Regions from separate parts of the Sus scrofa genome. Here region 1 is linked to region 2. The links are chromatin contacts, called in public HiChIP or PLAC-seq maps. All regions are on one chromosome and are shown on one strand. The core of a region is the stretch at or near the end of the contact, and the rest is flanking DNA. Distances in the headings are between cores, read along the strand shown. Region 1 overlaps PECAM1 (platelet and endothelial cell adhesion molecule 1). Region 2 holds the start of PECAM1 (platelet and endothelial cell adhesion molecule 1).

Region 1 (3,769 bases), core at 692-3,191, 48 kb after region 2:
GGTTTTTCTTTTTTGGCTGCCCTGCTGCAGATGGAATTCCTGGGCCAGGGATCAGATCCGAGTCCCAGCTGAGACCCATGGCACCCGTCCTGTTGCGTCACAGAGGGAACCTCACACGTAAAGTTTTTTAAAGTTCTTATTCCCTTTTCAGTTGTTTGCATGAGGTTAGGATTTGCAAACCCCAGTCAGCAATAGAAGCTTTAGTCCCAGTTAATGATTTGGCCGACCAGAAATGGAAAAATGGGTCTGTTTTTATGTCCCTTATTTATCAGTCATGTAGCTGCTCCTAAGAAGCGGAGCATGGAAGGAAAGCAGTCCAGCTTACGGCCTGGTACTCTTCTCTCAGCGCCTGACTAGAATCAGTTCACTCCCATCCCCGTGGTCTCAGACCTTCTGCGGGATAATCTGTTACTTAGCTGAGTTCTCCTGGTTTAGACGGAGGCATTTTCCCAGGGTTTGTTCATAGCCTGGTGCTCTGGGTTAAGAGCCGCCCTGGGGTTCAAAAGCCACCCCCACCTCTTCCTCCTCTGACTGGTGTGGACTAAGCCAAGGGAAGTTTTGATTTTCTTTTCCTCCTCCTTGTCCTCCTAGTGACAGGAACTAAAAGAGATAAACTGTAGCTGGGGAGAGAGCCTCTCCGTAAATGCGTGGTAACCCGTGGTGTCTTCAGTTCTCTCAGCCTGTGTGAACTGGAATGCCTGGCTAGCCAGCAATGTGGATCTTTACTCTGATTCCACCCTTGACGGTTTTGCAGCGCTCCAGCTTATCCTCAAAGTACTTTATAAGATGCTTTGCAGTTCATCCAAAGCATAGCTTGTGGACATATCTATTTACAGCAGTTTTTAAGACAGAAGGGCAAAGCGATATATTATAATTAATGAGCAATGCCGTCGAGTTCTTCCGCATGAAAGAACTCAGGTCTGGGATAAGATTTTCACAGCCGAGAGCAGTGGTTCTCAACGCAGGGACATTTGGCAACATCTGGGGACATTTTTCATTGTCATAATTTGGAGGGCCCGGGATGCTGCTGAACATCTTACAATGCACAGGACAGGCCCCATGACAAAGGATTTTCCAGCCCAGAATGTCAGTGGCACCAGCAACAAGAAACTCTGGTTTGGAGGACCTCACTTCCTGTGACTCCTCTAAGACGAAAGCTGGATTTCCTCTCTAGAGGCCCTGCGGCCACCTTGGAGGTGTCCTGGGCACATCCCACTTGAGGGCTGATGGCTCTGGGAAGAGATGCCGAGTCCTGCTGCAGACACTAACCTGTGTCTTTCCGGCTAGACAGGACCCTCCTGCCTCACTCAGCCTCCCTCTTCTGCTTCCACTTTGCCTGGAATTCAGACTTCCAGGATGCTTCTTAAAGGAGCAGAAATGCCGTGTGCCAAGAGCGGCTAATCATGGAGAAGGGACTGAAGAACAGAGGGCCCCCAGGCCATGTCCACTCTGGAGCACTCGAGGGCCCATCCCAACCAGTCCTCTGAGGCCCAGAGCAGGCCCGGCCCGCAGGGGGCGTCTCCAACCTCAGAGTGCAGGCGGATAAAACCTGCTCCACGGAAAAAACGGGGTGTTACCCACCAGACTCTAGTACCGCGAAGCAACAGGACAACAAGCGTGCAGAACTGGGTCCTCAATCAGTGTTATCAGCGCGCTCCAGTTTTCGTATTGGGTGTCTGGGCTGCTTTAGGAAGTGCAGCTTGAGGCTCTTGTCCTCTTTGTCTGACTCCAGAGCCCCTCGGGACTTTAGGGGAGCGGGAAGCATGGGATCCTTTGGGTCCTCCCAGGTCAGATTTGGGTTGGGGGGTGGGGTGCTGCCCACGGCCTCACTCAATGTGTGGAAGTTTACACAATGGCTCAATTTCTTGGTCGGGCTGATTCATCCATTTGGCCTTTGACGCCTGCCTCTGGCTCAGCCAGGACAGAAGGGGGCCCCTTAGGAACTTCTGGCCCTGTTCCCTCTGGAGGAGACGCACAATGGGGCTGTGATAAGACAGGGTTTGAGGGGGAAGTGGACTGGTGGAAACAGGATATTTTTAAGTTAGAGAAAGAAACAGAAGGTTGTGACTCCCGTTGTGACAGTTGGGCCCTGAGACTGCCCAAGATTCAGAAGGGACCGGGTTAGAGCTTGGACGGGGGGCGGGCGTGGAAACTGGGGCCCCTTGGGTGGCCTCTCTCGAGGAAGACTGAGGAGTGGCTGTGGGGAGGGGGGGTGCTGGTGCTCTCCCTCCCCTTCAAGAATGGCCGCACCTCCTCCCAGGCCTTCCCCAGGCTTCTGTGCTCAGAGCCTTGTCCATATGGGCCATTTGGGGAATCAGCCCCGATACACAGGCCACTCCCCCTTCAGAAACTCTGCCGTTAGTTAGCGAGGCCGGGTCCTGTGCAAAGGGCAGATCATCCCCCTCTTGCCTCTTGCAGTGAAAACCATCTCTAACCAATGCAGGTGGGTCGCTCACCTTCAACGCAGTGTCCCCTCTTCTCATTGGTCTTTCTCACCCTCTTCCGGGCATGCTTGGCATCGCCTTCTGGCAGGGCGGCCAGTCCCAGTGTGGGCTCCAGCCTGGGGACAGTGTGGTCTCTGGGTAGCTGAGACGAGGCTCCCCGGGGGAAAGGGATGTGGCGGCCCGTTCTTCAGGCAGCACCTGGACCACAGGTGCCAAGGGCATTGGCCCTGTTTCTGCCTTCTCCACTGACCCCACTCCCCAACTCCTGGGAAGAGACAAACCGATAGGAAGTATGGAAATAGCTTTATTCCCAAAGAGGATCCTGGCAGCATTATTTACAATAGCAAAACCTTGGAAAGAACCTAAATTTTTAAAAGTAAGGAACTGGTTAAGTAAATAACTGCGTATCCCTGGAATGATGGTTACACAGCCACCAGAACATTATGTTTAAGAAGGTACCAGGAAAAAAACAAACAAAAAAACTCCAAAACAAAGAAGGTACCAGGAAATGTTTATAAAATCACATTATGTCTGGAGTTGCCATGTGGCTCAGCAGGTTAAGGATCCAGTGTTGTCACTGCAGCAGCTAGGGGTTGCCACTGTGGCAGAGGTTCAATCCCTGGCCCAGGAAGTTCTATGTGCCATGGGTGCAGCTAAAACATATATATATATGTTTCACATTACGTGAAAAAGAAAGACTATAAAATGGCAGACTATAATTATAACTACCCCCCCCCAAGAAGCCCCCTACACTTAGTGGAAAATGACTGGAAGACATTTTAGTCAACAGTGGAACCAGAGTTAATATTTACCTGCTTTCTATGTTTCTGTAGTTCTCAGGGTTTTGTTTTTTGGTTTTTGTTTTTTTTCCCAAAATAACATGCGCTATTCATTCTTTTCACAAACGGTTTAAAGCGTCAAATGTCGGAGTTCCCGTGGCACAGCGGAAATGAATCCGACTATGAACCATGAGGTTGCGGGTTCGATCCCTGGCCTCACTGAGTGGGTTCAGGATCCGGTATTGCCGTGAGCTGTGGTGTAGGTCGAAGACGCAGCTCAGATCTGGTGTTGCTGAGGCTGTGGCGTAGGCCAGCAGCTATAGCTCCGATTGGACCCCTAGCCTGGGAACCAACATGTGCCTCAGGCACGGCCCTAAAAAGACACACACAAAAAAAGTCAAATGTCAAACTGCCAGGGATTTTATACGTTTGTCATGTGGAGCTACAGGGCCCCGGGGCAGCTGTCTGTGGGTAAAGGAGTCGTACTGGGAGAGTACCCAGTGAGCTTGAGGGTCTGGCATCTCCTGCACCACCACCCCCTCCCTC
Region 2 (4,044 bases), core at 1,083-3,582:
CCTACACCACAGCTCACGGCAATACCAGATCCTTAACCAACTGAGCGAGGCCAGGGATCGAACCCGCAACCTCACGGTTCCTAGTTGGATTCGTTTCCGCTGCACCATGATGGGAACTCCATTAACACTTATTTTTGAAATAAAGCTTTATTTTCTCTGGTGTTCTCAAAGTACTAGCTTTGTGTATGAAACAATGCCTAATTTTGAGAAGTTTACTTTGGAATTTAGGGGCTTGGGGTGGGGCATTTATAAATCACTATTGCTTGACTGTCCCTTTGAGAAGCAAAAGTTGCTTACTCTACGTATAGTATGTAAAAATTACCTTTGAAGCTAACATTTATTTTATTACTCATGGTGTTTCCCTTTTTTCCCCTGACAAATCAAAATTTGGTAGCTGGGTGGGGTTGCCAAAGAAGTTAGTTTACAACAGAAGTGAAAAACACAATAGAAAAAATTCCTCTATGCATGCACTGCTCCGTAACAGCTCTTATCAAAACTTCTGTTGAACCACAGATCCAGAAAGAGAAATTGTTCCCTAGCTGGTAGCTATCACTTCTTGGTACTTACCCTGAGGCAGAGAAGTCTTTGGTTTCTCAGGCCCCAGTTCACATCTGACTTAGCTTTACTGTGTGACAGTATTAGGATTTCAGAAAGTGATGCCATGTGGAGTTTCCATTAGGCGCAGCGGGAACCAGTCCTAGGAACCATGAGGTTGCGGGTTTGATCCCTGGCCTTGCTTAGTGGGTTAAGGGTCTGGCGTTGCCGTGAGCTGCGGTGTAGGTCAAAGACACTGCTTGGATCCCGTGTTGCTGTGGCTGTGGTGTAGGCCAGCAGCTGCAGCTCCCGATTCAGATTCAACCCCTAGCCTGGAAATCTTCATATGCTATGAGTATGGCCCTAAAAAGCAAAAAAAAAAAAAAAAAAAAAAAAAAGGCGACTCTGTGACCCCAAGGCAATGATAATCTAATTCAAACAGTATAGTTAACTTGTCCTCTTTCACCCAAGAATCCTTTTTACAAATGTTTTTTGATCATTTACCAGGTACCAGGCACTCGCTCTGCCATTGTGGAGCTAGCAGTCCACTTGCCGGGGGCGGGGTGGGGGGGGCGACTGGCCATTATGGCAGGTGGTAGAAGTGTTGACAAAGGGGAAAGGGGGAAGTTGCCCTGTGGCACAATGGGTTAAGAATCCGGCGCCGTCGCAGCTGTCCGGCGCCGTCGCAGCTGTGGTACAGGTCACAACTACAGTGTGGGTTCGATCCCTGGCCTGGGAACTTCCACATGCTGTGGGTCTGCCCCCTCTCCCCCCCAAAAAAGAGAAAGAAAAGAAAATGGTTTTTTCGTTTGGTGTTTTTTTTTTTTTTTTTTGGTGGGGGGCACACCCACAGCATATGGAGGTTCCCAGGCTAGGGGTATAATCAGAGCTACAGCTGCCAGCCTCCACCACAGCCACAGCCACGCCAGATCCTTAACCCACTGAGTGGTGCCAAGGATCGAACTCGCATCCTCATGGATCCTAGTTGGGTTTGTTACCACGGCTGAGCCACGACAGCAACTCCCAAAAGAAAATGTTTGATAAAGGAAGACTGGGGAGGTGAAGGGGCCCAGAAGAAGGGCAGCTCAGTGTGGGGAAGACGGGGCGGGGGCGGGGGGGGCACTGATGCCTAAACTGAGTTATGATAAATGGGTAGGAATTCGCCAGAAAAGAAGAGAGGAGGGTATACTCCAGGCAGGGGAATGCATTGGCAAAGGCACAGACATGGGTCCTGGAAACTATGAATTCTAGCAGCCCGAATGCAGAGGCAAGGAAGCCGCGAGAGACCAGGCTGGAGAGGGTAAGCCAGGGCTGGATTTTGAAGGGTTCAAAACTGGCATTCTCTGCAGGTCAATGAGGAGCCGTTACAAGGTCTCCTGTAAAACTTGGAATTTTCTGGACAAGTCAGCCCTCCCCATGCCCTTGTCAGGAAAGGCAGGAGGTCCAGCCCTTGGAGGGGCCAGAGGACTGGCAGCTTTGCCGAGTGTCCAAGGAGAGAAGCAATTTGGGGGAAGTTGGAGGAGAGGGAGGAACCCTCTCACCCTGCCCAACCCAGGCGAGAGAGGAGGAGGGTCAGGAGCGCTGAGGCAAAATGTCACTTGTGCCTTTTTTTTGCCTAAAACAACTAAACAAAGCAGCTGCGCTCAGTGGCCCCTCAGGAAGGCCAGTCATTTCCTGAGGAGATATTAGACCAGCCCAGGCATTGTTCCTGGTTTCCAGCATGGCCGCCATTACCTGACCAGCGCCCCGGCCGCTCCCTCTGCAGCGCCCGCCGCCGTCGTGCCGCCGCAGGGGTCTCCGCTCTTCACAGGGCAGCTCTCTCATCTGCATCTCGTGGGAAGTGGCCCTCGCCCCCGGGGCATGGGCCGAAAGCAGAACTAAGTGCCTGGAGCCTTCGCTGTGAGGATGCAGCTGAGGTGGACCCAAGGGGGCAACATGTGGCTGGGAGTCCTGCTGACACTTCAGCTCTGTGAGTTTTCACCCTCTTCCCACCTCACCTAAACTGCGTGAGAAGGGACGCTCATGAAATCAACGTCTTTCTCCTGTCTTTTCCAGGTTCAAGCCTTGAGGGTCAAGAAAACTGTAAGTTGTGAAATTCCTATCTAGCTCCATGTCATCTTTCTCTGACTCTTAAACTTCACATCAAATTGCTTGGGTTTAAAGTTTATAACCACTCAGACACATACGCCAATTAAGAACTGAAGTCTGTTCCCTCCTGTGTTTTTTAGAAGGTTTTACAACAAAACCAAGGTTTAATCAACATCTTCTAGAAGTAGCATACATTTTCTAGATCCGGGTGAACATCTCTTTGTTGGGATTGGGGGTAACGTGATAAAGCGAGTGATTCCATCGTTTATTTTTTGTTGTACCATAATTTCTTATTTTCATATGCTGACCTACCCCTAATTGTTTTTATTCACAAATGAGATACAGCCAGTTGGTTAGATCCATGAAGTCAGAACATAGTTTAAATTGTTGTTATGACTTTTTTCCTCTAAATGATCTAACACAGATGAGGTATCATTTCCCATTGACCCATGAGGCTACGATGACAAATGTAGTGTGTTGTGCTTGTGCGCGGGAAGGAGGGCTTCTACTTGTCTTTGCCATCGGCTTGTCATCCACTTTAGAGCTAATTTTGAATCTTTAAGATAAGTGGGTTTTGGGAGTTCCTGTCATGGCGCAGTGGTTCATGAATCCGACTAGGAACCATGAGGTTGCGGGTTCGGTCCCTGCCCTTGCTCAGTGGGTTAACGATCCGGCGTTGCCGTGAGCTGTAGTGTGGGTCACAGACATGGCTCGGATCCTGTGTTGCTGTGGCTCTGGTGTAGGCTGGTGGCTATAGCTCCGATTTAGACCCCTAGCCTGGGAACCTCCATATGCTGCGGGAGTGGCTCAAGAAAAGGCAAAAAGACCAAATAATAATAATAATAATAAAAGATAAGTGGGTTTCGTTCTGCTTTACCTGGGACCACGTGAAGAGGGGACAGGGCTGTGTCTGGGGGCTGAATGGAGGGGGAGCCCACAGAACAGGATCCCCTTGTCAGAGGATGCCTCATTTGTGAAGAATCAGGGTGAACGGGTTGCAGACAATTGCAGAGCTATTTGAGATGATGCATGTGGATGATGCTGGTTTGTTGAACCAAAGCTTGGACCAGTAGCTCCTGGACAGGAGGGCCAGTGTGGCTACTTAGCAAAGCCACCTGATGGGTCTTCTGCTCCGGGTGTCTTGCTCATGTGTCCCTGTGCTTCCATGGATGTTTGATCCCCATGGCAACCCCAGGAGGAAGGTTGTCTGTTATCGTCATAATCATCCTAACAGATTAACAATGTCTCTGCCCCTCAGAAGAAACAACCAACCGATATATCCAAAAAGAGCCAGTTATCACGGCATTGGTGCCAGAACCACCTTTCCCCAAAAGCCAATCGATGCCAGACCACCTCTCCCCAAAAGCTAATTGATTGTCGGGAGCCTAGAGCCATAGGCCTGACTCAAATTTGCAAAGCCAT

The links. HiChIP or PLAC-seq counts read pairs in DNA pulled down with a chosen protein or histone mark.
Region 1: a contact with region 2 is called in an H3K27ac HiChIP or PLAC-seq map of skeletal muscle. The contact joins the enhancer-like site here to the promoter of PECAM1 in region 2. A contact is called at or near these places in 15 of 47 Hi-C or Micro-C datasets (alveolar macrophages, blood, fetal liver and 8 more) and 2 of 2 datasets of contacts at active chromatin or transcription factors (alveolar macrophages and skeletal muscle).

What each region holds. Positions count from the first base shown.
Region 1 is chr12:14,713,765-14,717,533 of Sscrofa11.1, forward strand. All of the region lies in intron 14 of PECAM1 (platelet and endothelial cell adhesion molecule 1), which reads left to right. Among named protein-coding and RNA genes, the nearest start is that of PECAM1, 48 kb to the left of the region's middle. Within about 2 kb of position 1,942, at least 18 of the 83 cell types and tissues checked have an H3K27ac peak or open chromatin away from gene starts, as enhancers often do. A contact at or near this core is called in fetal liver, fetal skeletal muscle, liver and 4 more, where this site is marked.
Region 2 is chr12:14,665,530-14,669,573 of Sscrofa11.1, forward strand. PECAM1 (platelet and endothelial cell adhesion molecule 1) reads left to right here and starts at 2,333. Exons shown (of 16, transcript NM_213907.1): 1 at 2,333-2,503; 2 at 2,590-2,616. The coding sequence starts at 2,440.